Linked DNA regions of Mus musculus: regions 1 and 2 are each linked to region 3. Evidence: chromatin contacts called from public Hi-C and HiChIP or PLAC-seq data. All regions are on one chromosome and are shown on one strand. The core of a region is the stretch at or near the end of the contact, and the rest is flanking DNA. Distances in the headings are between cores, read along the strand shown. Region 1 holds the start of Opa3 (optic atrophy 3). Region 2 holds the start of Ppp1r13l (protein phosphatase 1, regulatory subunit 13 like). Region 3 holds the start of 9330104G04Rik (RIKEN cDNA 9330104G04 gene).

Region 1 (3,337 bases), core at 582-3,081, 2.4 Mb after region 3:
CTGTCTTCAGACACACCAGAAGGGGGCATCAGATCTCATTATGGGTGGTTGTGAGCCACCATGTGGTTGCTGGGATTTGAACTCAGGACCTTCAGAAGAGCAGTCAGTGCTCTTAACCACTAAGCCATCTCTCCAGCCCTCCTGATTTCTTCCCAGTAGTGGACATCGAACCCAGGGTCTTATAAAAGCTAGGCAGGAGCTTTTACCAAACACAGCTACACTTTGCCTCTTTGATGGACATCTTATTTTATTTTTGTACATTTTATTTTGAGTCAGGACTCACTAAGTTGCCCAGGCTGACCTTGAATTCATTATGTAGTCCAGGCTGACCTAGAACATTCCATCCTCCTGCTTCAGCTTCCTGAGTGCTTCCATGACAGCTGTGTGACACCAGGCCCAGCTGCCACCAATATAAATGAAGCACGGGTCCCCTGATGCGAGGACTTGACCAAAGGCACTGATGGGAAAGTCCGGGGTCCCTTGGCTATGTGTCACCAGTTTTTTCTCTTGATAGCCACGACCCCTCTGCTCCTTTGCCTTCCGGTCCCTTCCCGTCCCCAACTACCCATCCTCACGCCACCATCCAGGAATTTCTCTCAACTAAGTCTTGACTTTGTTTATATGATTTTGCTCCCTGCTGGGTAAGGGAGGACAGTCTGGGACATGTCCTTAAAGTTCCTTCCTGAGCCAGCTCCCTGGGGACCCTTACCCTCCAAAGGAGGAAGTCAGGCTGCTTGAGAACCAGTGATATTAGGCAATGTGGTGGCTGAGAAGCCCCGTGTCACCCCGTTCTTATGGGACCCTCAGTCTTTCACTCGGTTACTTGGGAAAAGGATGGATTAGCTGTAGTGCACATTTGGGCTTTGCGGGACATGCTCTACATGTAGTTACTTCCTGTGTTTTACATTCAGGATTCACACACAAAGCTGACTAGTAGAGCCACTCAGTGAGCATGGCGCAGCGATAGAGTCACCGCCTAACCCCCTCCCCCCTGGGAGGAGCTGGAGTCTTTTGCTCAGTGGTGGAGCCCCCCTCCTAAGATGGGAAATGCCTTGGGGTTCAGAGACACAAGCCTCACAACACAGAAAACACAAGACAGGTACTGTTATGTGTGACATTTTGCTCACGGGGATGCTGACATCAATGCTGGGCCGTGTAGCGCAGGGCTGTGATCCCAGCACCGCACTGCGGCACAGACACAGGAGGATCAGGAGTTCCAAGGACAGCGTAGGCTACACATTGAGTTCGGAGCCAGGCTGGGTTACACGAGACCGGCTTTTAAAAACAATTAGGGGAAAAAAAACAACAACAAAAAAAGAACGAACCGATTTCCTGAAGGGTTGAGTCACTCCTCCAACTTCAGAGAGTGAGTAAAGCGGCAGGTCTGTATGACTACGCGCTGACTCGCTCCCCTCCCCGGCGAGGGCACTAACCGCCGGGAAGGCGCACCCCGACTCTTTAGACTTAATTGGGACTCACCAGGCGCCTCCTATGGGCAGGGAAATCGACTCAGTACGTGACATCACGCAAGACGCGGTGACGTCAGTACGTCGGGACTAGGGCTCCGGCCACGCTCCCACGAGCGGCCGTTTAACGGCACCGCCCTCTGACGCTTCACTTCCGCCGCACATTTGCATACCCAACGTACGGACGTCGAGGCGTCGACGCGGCGACGTCACGAGCGCCCGCCCCCCCCCCAGCAGACAAACACCCTCCCCACCACCTCCGCCGCGAGCGTGCAAACGCACGCTCCTACGTAGGCACGTAGGCAAGTCCTTCCTTACGCAAGCACGCACGGCCCACGGGCGGGTGGGGGAGGAACGGCGAGGTCGGCGGCGCCCCGCCCAGTCAGCAAGGTTGCGCGTGCCCCAGGGCGGCCGCCGAGATGGTGGTGGGCGCGTTCCCCATGGCGAAGCTGTTCTACTTGGGCATCCGGCAGGTTAGCAAGCCGCTGGCCAACCGTATCAAGGATGCTGCCCGCCGCAGCGAGTTCTTCAAGACCTACATCTGCCTACCGCCAGCCCAGCGTGAGTCTCACCCCAAGGCCTCTAGCCCTTCCATTCCCGATCTTTCTAGTTCAGGGGAACGGCGTCTGTGCTTGACCAATCCCGGCGCGAACCGGCAAAACGCTATAGCCAATGAGGATGGCTTCTGCTAGAGGGGCGTGTCACTGACCCAATAGGGAAGAAGGGAGAGCAGTCAGGGGCGTCACCGCGCGAGTTTGGAATGCAAGCCAATAGAGAAGAGGGCTTCTGGCGGTTGACGTCTACACCAGCCAATAGGATGAGGTGTGAGAAACACCAGGGTGGAGCTTATTGTCAGAAGTTAGGGGCGGGACCGAGAAGAAGTCCCCTTAGCGATCCGCTTCGGAGCCATCCTTAAGAGAGACACTTGACTACAGAAACCCCAGTTTGTCCCTCAGTTTCCCTTCGGCCCTGTGGGTGATTTGCGTATCACCCTGGGTTTAGAGCACAGAGCTTGTGCGTTAGTTTTACACTGAGTTAGGGTCGTGATAGTGTTGGAATCTTGCGACCTGGCAAAAGGATGAACCCAGAATGGGCGTCCTTCCGTTTATTTATGAGTTTCCTCACACCGATCCTTTTCGTTCGGTAGCCGCACCGTGCAGGCTTCTTAGCCCGACACTGGGAAAGATACGGTCCTAATATGTCCGCATTATGTCAGGAACTGTAGGCAGACTCGAGTTTAGAGCAGCCGGGTGAGCCAAGGGAGTCTCCTGAGCAAAGACCTCACTTGCTTCGCAAACGCACCAGATGTGTGCTCCTAGAAAAGACTGATCTCTGTAAAGCAGAGACGAGGGGGAAGTCTTTGTAATTTACCGAGAACTACCGTTCATGTTTGTCCAACGCCCCATGTAGCTTATAAATGATATGATGAGTGTTTGTTTTGAGCTGACCCTGCTTATAAAACAACAGGGTCTATCTACGCCAGTACCAGTCTGTCGAACCAAGACTCATACAGTGACAATCTAGATGGGATGGCAGAGCCCACTAGGTACCTGACCTGACATAGAGTACAAAGAGCACTTCCGGGTAGAGGGAATATTCCAACTGAGACTGAAGGGTGAGGAGAATCTCACCAGACCACTGAGGGACATTGTTGGCTCCAAGGGTGGAACATAGGCACTAAGGGGACCCTTGACTTTTCTCCTCCACATGTGTGTTTAATAAGATTCTTGGTCATTTTGGGTTTTGGTGGAGCTTCTGCCTGGGCCAAAGGTCTTGCAGTGGAAATTTTGGGATTTTGAAGCAAGAAATGATGGTATAGACTCACATCCCAGTGTTTGGGAGGTTGAGACAATAGGAACAGGTCAGCTACC
Region 2 (3,250 bases), core at 440-2,939, 2.5 Mb after region 3:
CGGCGCTGTCACTATTTGCAGAACCCGGATAACCTCCACTCTTAAATTTCACACAGCATAGGATTAAATAATTTCTCGACGATGCCCTGCAGGGGGAAATCAGTTCCCTGTTCGTCAGAAACGCAAGCTAGCTCGGATCTAGGGTGCCTGTTCCCCCGACAACTTTGCTCACGTGGTTTCTTCCAACACCGTCTTAAAGGGGCAGTGACTCGCCTAGGCCACGGCTTTTAAAGAGACAGAAGATCTATTTGCAGCATTCTTGCAAAAGCTAGGTAAGAATTCTGGTTGTCACGATTGTACTTTTAAAGCTAGAGTGTATCTTCGGAAGTCCCTGGTGCAGCGAACGTGGAAGATTTAACTGAACCAGGTCGGAAAATAGAGAAAAGTGTACGAACGGAGCATTTTAATAGCAATCAGAGGCGGAGCTTCTGAAGTCTAGGGGAAGCGGGAAACTGAGGGGGAGGAGTCTGCAGAGTCATGGGAGGAGCCTCGGACCCCAGAGCCCCAGAGCCTGGCTTGAAACGGGGTGAGGGTTAGTGTCAGGGAAGACTTGTAGATGTCCTCGTGGACTTAGTGTCCGGAATGGGAAGTATTCCTCACGGTTCCGAGGCAGGTAGAGGTGCAGCTGGTCGGTCCCTGTCTGCTCCGCGGCCCAAGTAAACAGCGGCGCGTGCACGTGGGATTTGGGGGACGTGCCCACGCCCCCTCCCAGCAGGACTGCAGCGCATGGGGTGGCGGGTGGAGCCGCGGGACGGTGGCGAGACAGGGAGACTCGACTGCATTCCTGGCCGGTGTGTCAGCGTCGCTGCCCGCCCCTTCTGCGGAGATTTTGGAGACTCCTCCAGCATTGGGATGCTCCCCCCTTCTTCTGAGGCTTTTGAGAACAGAGGTCACCAAGGCTACGAAGGAGTGTTCCCTCCGCCAGGAATCTCCAGACTATGTGTCCACCCTCGCGCGTGGGCGAGAAACTCTGGGGCTCGCCCTTTGTGGGCTTCAAAACTCCAATTCCCAGATAACTCGAAGGTGGCTGGCGATGGACGTCGGTCAGGAGTCTGCTGGGGATTGTAGTTCAGCTTGTTGCTAGGCACGCCAGTAAATCGCCAATGCTGTGATGTTTTGTTTTGTTTTTTTGAGACAGGGTCTCTTTATGTAGTCCAGGCTGGCTCGGAATTCGCTGTGTAGATCAGGATGGCCTTGAACTTTCAGAGGTGCGCCTGTCTCTGCTTCTTAAGTACTAGGATTAGAGGCCCCTTATTTTTATTTTTTGTTTTATTTAGACAGATAACCCGGGGCTTGGAGTCCTGATTAAGGTGGGTCCTTTTCTCGCCATAGTATTGGTCGTGTGAATTTCTCCGCGCCTCCCATCTCCTCCTTAAGTGTCCAAATCTTCACTCAGGCAAGGGGACACTGAGCCTGGAGGAGTGGGAAAGGGCTCAGGGGTTCTTCCCTTGTACCCATAGTGAGGTGAGGGTCTAAATTCTTGTGCATTTCGCCGTCCAGGACGTCCATGATCTTCTGGACCTAGCTCTGGCTGACTGTCAAATGGATCGCGTCTGACTCCAAATGGAAGTGTCCCTGGCGGCGCCTCGCCCATTCGGGACTACAAATCCCAAGGTGCTCCAGGCAACCGCAGTTCCCCCTCCTCCGAGGGACACGCCTCCCTCCAGTCAGAGTCACGTCGTCTAACCTGTTCCCAGGCGACTGCCCCGCCCCGTCCTCCGCTCCCCGCCGCTGGAGCCGGAGCCGGAGCCCGAGGAAAAGCCCCCCGGTGCCAGGATCTGCCCCGACGCGTGAGTTCCACCCCCACCCAGGGTCCAGCCACCCCAGAACCGGATACCGCGTTCCTGGGAAGACTTATTGGAAACTCGGACCTTAAGTCCAGGGGAATAGTGTGGGGAGCTCACGCCTGGATCCCTGGAAAGAAGGAACTGGGGTGCCGACTTTACTGGGCAGATGGATAGGGGGTTTGGACATCTGCTCTTAGTGGTGCTCGGAGCCCTTGGTCCTGGGGAGTTATTGGAGCTGGAATTTTTTGAATACTTTAATTGGGGACCCTTGGAAGTGTCTTAGGGTGCTGTTGAGGTCCCGGGTCTCTGTATTTGGGGCAGATGTGGGAGATCAGGACGTTCTAGAATGGTCCGGCGCCCGGTCACCCTCCAGCTGCCTTCAGCACCGAACCACTAGGTGTTTGAGTAAAATTAGTGGCACTGGACTAGTGGATCCTGGTCTTCGAAAAGAGTGGGACAAGCACGAGGGGCGTGGGTTTCTCAGGAGGCTGTGTGCGCTACACCCCACCTTCTGGTTTTGGGATGGGGGCAGGGAGTGAGAAGCCGGGGCAGCTCTCCAACCTCTTCTGTGCCGCTGAGCGAACCCCAACATGTCATTAGCTGGGGCGTCAGACCTGCCTAACCAGAGGAGTCACATTCGCCCAGGAGCGCCCCCTAGCGGAAGCGGGAGTCAGACCTCTTATTGCCCCCACGGGATGGGAAATAGGTGGTGTTTGGTAAAGTCATTCTAGAGCCCAGGGCAGAATAACAGGACTGCAGGGCTGGATCTGGTAGGCTTCTGTGGCCGTGTACTGCTGCGTTATGCGTTACAGAGAATGGAAGTGGTAAACAGGCTGGCGGGCCATACAGGCAGTTGAATTGGACGTCTCCTTCGCTCTTGTGACAGCTGTCTGTGTGTGGAAGGAATTCCTTCACTGCCACCAGCTTTTCTAATTAACCTTCTTCCTCCTGGGGTGGGGCTCCTTGTGACCCAGAGGTGAGGCATGTTGCCTCCACTTCCATCTGTCTGACCTGAGGTATTATGGGAGATAAGGGAGGGAGGGAGGCTAATTCTGGAGGTGTCTGTCTGTCCTTGAGCCAGGGAGAGGGCAGGGGCAGGCACGCACCTCCCACTGTCTCTCCACCTCTGAGCCCTTATGTAGGGGGATTACGAAGCTGGTGGGGGAGAAGGGTCTGAAGAGGGAGGGTGTTTGCGAATGCCTGGGCTGGAGTGACAGCCTGAAATGAAGCTAAGGAACAATAGCCACAGCTGCCAGCACAGGCTGTGTGTGTCCTGCCAGGCTCAGGTCAGGATGGGTCTCTCTGTCCACACAGGCATTTGGCAATCACCCAAAGGTAGAAACAGCGAGTTCCACCTTCAGTGGAGTTCGTTGACCCCCGAGAGGATGCCTCCCTAGCAATGGGGAAACTGAGGCTGGTCCTGGGAACTTTCCAGTTTCTGTCTGGAACCTTCCAGGGCCTCT
Region 3 (3,611 bases), core at 178-2,677:
AAATCTGCCTACTTCTGCCTCCCAAGTGCTGTGAGAGTAAAGGTGTGCGCCACCACTGCCCAGCAAGACTAAATATTTCAGTGTGTGGTGTATGTGTGCACTCACGCACAGAGTGCAGTTGCCTGAGGAGACCAGAAGAGGACAGTGGATCCTCTGATGCTGGAGTTAAAGAGGACTGTGAGCCTCTTTTTCTCTCTGTGTGCCAGAAACCGAACCCAGGTCTTCTGGAAGAGCAACAGCACTCTTAAATCACGGAGCCATTTCTCCAGTGCTGGGATTACAGATATGACTCACCATGCCCAAGACTCAGTTCTTTATGAGTGGTAGAAGCTGTTACTCCAAAAAAAAAATAATAAAAAATAACAGGGTTATACGTGGTGACCCACTCCTTTAATACGAGCACTGGAGTAGGGGGAGTCAGATACAACCCAGAGGTGGTCTGAAAGTAACAAGCCAGTCTGGTCTACATAGTTACAGTTCAGCCAGGGTTACTTAGTGAAACCCTCAAAAAGCAAAACAAAACATAATTATGCTGTTAAACGTTCAGAATAACTTTTTTTTAGATGTAGATGAAGAGCACAGAGAGACCAAATACGTTTCCTAGTGTTACTCTGCCTTAAAGTGGCATAGACTCACCACATCAAAGTTGGTTATTGCCAGATGATCATAAAACATTATAAAAGACAGTTTCACACTATATTTTTCTTTCAATGACAGGCTGTCATAGTTAGCCCAGATTGGCCTCGAACTCACCGCGATTCTACGGCCCCATCCTCCCTTCCAGATCTGAGCTTTTAAGGAGTCAAAGGTCCGTCTGAGAAATGGGCTATTTCACAAACGTTGCCGACACACCGGGTGTAGTGACACATGCTGGCCGCGTGAGGGGGCGCTAGCCCGGCTTGCCCAGTGAGAAGAGGCAGAATGCAGCCTTCGAAAGCAGGCAGGCTCAGATTTAGAACTTCAGAACGTTGAGAACAGAGCATCTCAGAAGACTGAGAACAAAGCCTCTTAGAACCGTGAACAAAGGCCCCTGCGAGCTCAGACTGGTGGAACTCAGCTCCACCGCACCTGGAAGACAAAAAAGACCTCAGATTCTCTTCTGGTCAAAGCATAGAATATTTCACCCAGGGTCTTGTAATTCCGTAAATGTGCTGTTTTGATGAGACAGAAACTCGCTGTGTAATCCAAACTAGCTTGAAATTCACTATGTAGTTTAGGCTGGCCTTGAACTCTCAATTCTCCTCCTGGTTCAGCCTCCCCTATGATGGAATTACAGAGCCGGTTTGAACAGGTCCTGCTTAAAAGCATAATCAAACCGTAAGATGTTCAATCCGCTTTACTTCTGAGGGTCTGGGAAAGCTGCCTGGAAGAGGAGGCGTGATCCGGATTCAATCATCACTGATGATCCTTCTGCGCAGACTCAGAAGCTGAAAGTTTGGGAGGGGCGGCAAGAGCAGCTGCGGAGCTGTCACGTGGATCCAGTCTCTATTTATAGACCACCCTTCCCTGGACCTGGAGAGCCCAATGGCAGCCAGCGCTCGCCCGCAAGGGGGCGGAACCAGCTCCAGAACCAAGCGACTGGCACCAATGAAATTGGAGCAAGGGCGGGCTTGCTTCATTGTGATTATAAAGAAGGCGTGGCCACAGCCCCAGGATCGCCGCACAAAGGGGCGTGGCGAGTCTGATACCCCCGTAGGTAGTCCTGGGCATGCGTTGTTAAGGAAAAATGGGGCGGGGCGGAGCCCTGCGTCACGGAAGGCAACAACCAATAGTAGGTCGTTGTCGTGCCTTCAGGGGCGTGGTCATGTAGATGAGGCGCGGGTGGGCGGCCCAATGGGCGGGCGCCTATGCAGATGAGACGGTGACAGCCCGGCCAGCGGGCGGGCGGGCTGCTGGGGCGGGGAGGTGGGACCGGCGAGAGGGGCGGCCGTGGGGCCCGGCCGGGCTGGGGCGGGGGGCCGCAGCCATGATCCGGGCCTTCTCGTTCCCGGTGAGCCCGGAGCGGGGTCGGCTGCGGGGATGGTTGGAAGGCAGCCTGGCCGGGCTCTGCGAGTTGCATTGGCTCCGAGAGAGGCAGGAGTACCGCGTGCAGCAGGCGCTGCGGCTGGCCCAGCCCGGGATGGGGGGCGCCGAGGCTGAGGACGAGGAGGACGCCGAGGAGGACGAGGATGCGGCAGCGGCGCGCAGGGCCGCAGCAGCCCTGGAGGAGCAGCTGGTGAGGGGTCGCCTGTCCGTGCGTCCATCCATGCATTCCTCCCTCCCCCATTCGTTCCCCCACCTCCCTGCTCCTGTGTCCGTCTGTCTGTCTTGGTAGTGTATGCTCAGCACACCGGTCCTAGGGTAGGGGAGCAGGCAGGGGGAAAGAGATAAGACTGGAGACCTGGCTTTTCCTACCCCCAAATAGAGCTGATAGGGAGGATGCACGGCCTCCGTTGGACTCAGCATGGACCCTGTTAACCGTCCTGGATGCCTAGTGTGTGTTAAACCAAACATTCGTCTTCTTACAGATTTCCTATTTCATGAGGGTTTGAAAGTCCCCATTTTACAGAGAAAAAAACTGAGGCTTAGAGACAGGAAGAGACTCACCCAAGGTCACACAGCCGGCATTCAAACATAACCTCCCTCTGGGCCCCGCTACCCGGAATCCATCTTCATCTTTCCTTAAGTCTCGGGGTGCTTGGAGATCCCTGGAGGGGGCGGGGTGGGGGAAGGGGAATCTTCAGGCCTCTGGAGAGAGAGACCGGCTGCTGAGAAACCCCCGAACAGTCCCTGAGGACCCCCGGGGGCATTTTGATCAACCCAATGACACTTCTTTCTTCTACTTGGTCCCATGGCTCAGTAACACGGGGAGGCCAGGTGAAGATAGCTAGGGAGTGAGGGGAGAGAGAGTATGATTCGCCGAGGAACTCTAATGATGACTTTCAAATTGAAAAGGCTCCAGCTCTTTCTCCCTCCCTACATCACTCCTTGAGTCTGGAGACCCTTTCCGGTTGTTGCTCCAACCTTTCCATACCCCAGCATCTCTGTTTCATTTCCTTAACACAGTCTCTGTCTCTATGGTCTTCCAAGACCTGTAAAGCTTCCAAAAACAGAGGAGATTAGAAATGGGGTCGTGGTCTGTCTCTAGGCCTCAATGTTTTTCTGCCTAATGTCTGTCTCCATCTCTCTTCCCTTCCCCCAGCCCACTCCCCTGGCCCATCCCATCCCGGTACCTAAGCCTCTATGTGTGTACATGTGTGTGGTCAGAGCTTCCCGTTTAGGGAAACCTGAGCCGAGGCTGTGGGGGTGGAGACGGGGATCTGGCTGTTGCTGACCTCGGCTGCCCCCTCCCCAGATGGGAAATGGGGAAAGGGGCTGAGGCCAGACGCCCAGCCCCACCCCCAACCGGCCTGACGGTGCAGGGAGTGAGACCTTACACATTCTTCTCCAAGCAGAAACAGCTGTGGGAGGCCCCGCCCCCTCCAAAAGTTACCGAGGAGGGGAGGTGTTCAGCCGCTACCCCTGCCCTCCGCTGCCTGCGCTTTGCCAGACCCCTCCATCCAGTCCACTAAGAGGGTGGGAGAAGGCACCACTGCAGACCAGTAGTGGTCTGGCCTCTCTCCCTCCTCACT

Evidence for each region. Hi-C and Micro-C count contacts between places; a contact is called where the count stands out from the background. HiChIP or PLAC-seq counts read pairs in DNA pulled down with a chosen protein or histone mark.
Region 1: a contact with region 3 is called in a Hi-C map of B cells, with 8 read pairs. The contact joins the promoter of Opa3 here to the promoter of 9330104G04Rik in region 3. A contact is called at or near these places in 4 of 39 promoter capture datasets (cranial neural crest, hematopoietic stem and progenitor cells, maxillary cranial neural crest and 1 more), 1 of 484 Hi-C or Micro-C datasets (B cells) and 10 of 115 datasets of contacts at active chromatin or transcription factors (acute myeloid leukemia, astrocytes, differentiating embryonic stem cells and 4 more).
Region 2: an H3K4me3 HiChIP or PLAC-seq map of embryonic forebrain shows a contact between it and region 3, with 6 times the contacts expected there. The contact joins the promoter of Ppp1r13l here to the promoter of 9330104G04Rik in region 3. A contact is called at or near these places in 2 of 39 promoter capture datasets (cranial neural crest and frontonasal cranial neural crest) and 3 of 115 datasets of contacts at active chromatin or transcription factors (embryonic forebrain, embryonic midbrain and stem cell-derived neural progenitor cells).

What each region holds. Positions count from the first base shown.
Region 1 is chr7:19,226,558-19,229,894 of GRCm38.p6, forward strand. Opa3 (optic atrophy 3) reads left to right here and starts at 1,832. Exons shown (of 2, transcript NM_207525.3): 1 at 1,832-2,027. The coding sequence starts at 1,886.
Region 2 is chr7:19,359,527-19,362,776 of GRCm38.p6, forward strand. It overlaps Ppp1r13l (protein phosphatase 1, regulatory subunit 13 like), which reads left to right and starts at 1,690. Exons shown (of 13, transcript NM_001010836.3): 1 at 1,690-1,790.
Region 3 is chr7:16,873,459-16,877,069 of GRCm38.p6, forward strand. 9330104G04Rik (RIKEN cDNA 9330104G04 gene) reads right to left here and starts at 1,428. Exons shown (of 2, transcript NR_152128.1): 1 at 754-1,428. Dact3 (dishevelled-binding antagonist of beta-catenin 3) reads left to right here and starts at 1,859. Exons shown (of 4, transcript NM_001081655.1): 1 at 1,859-2,215. The coding sequence starts at 1,967.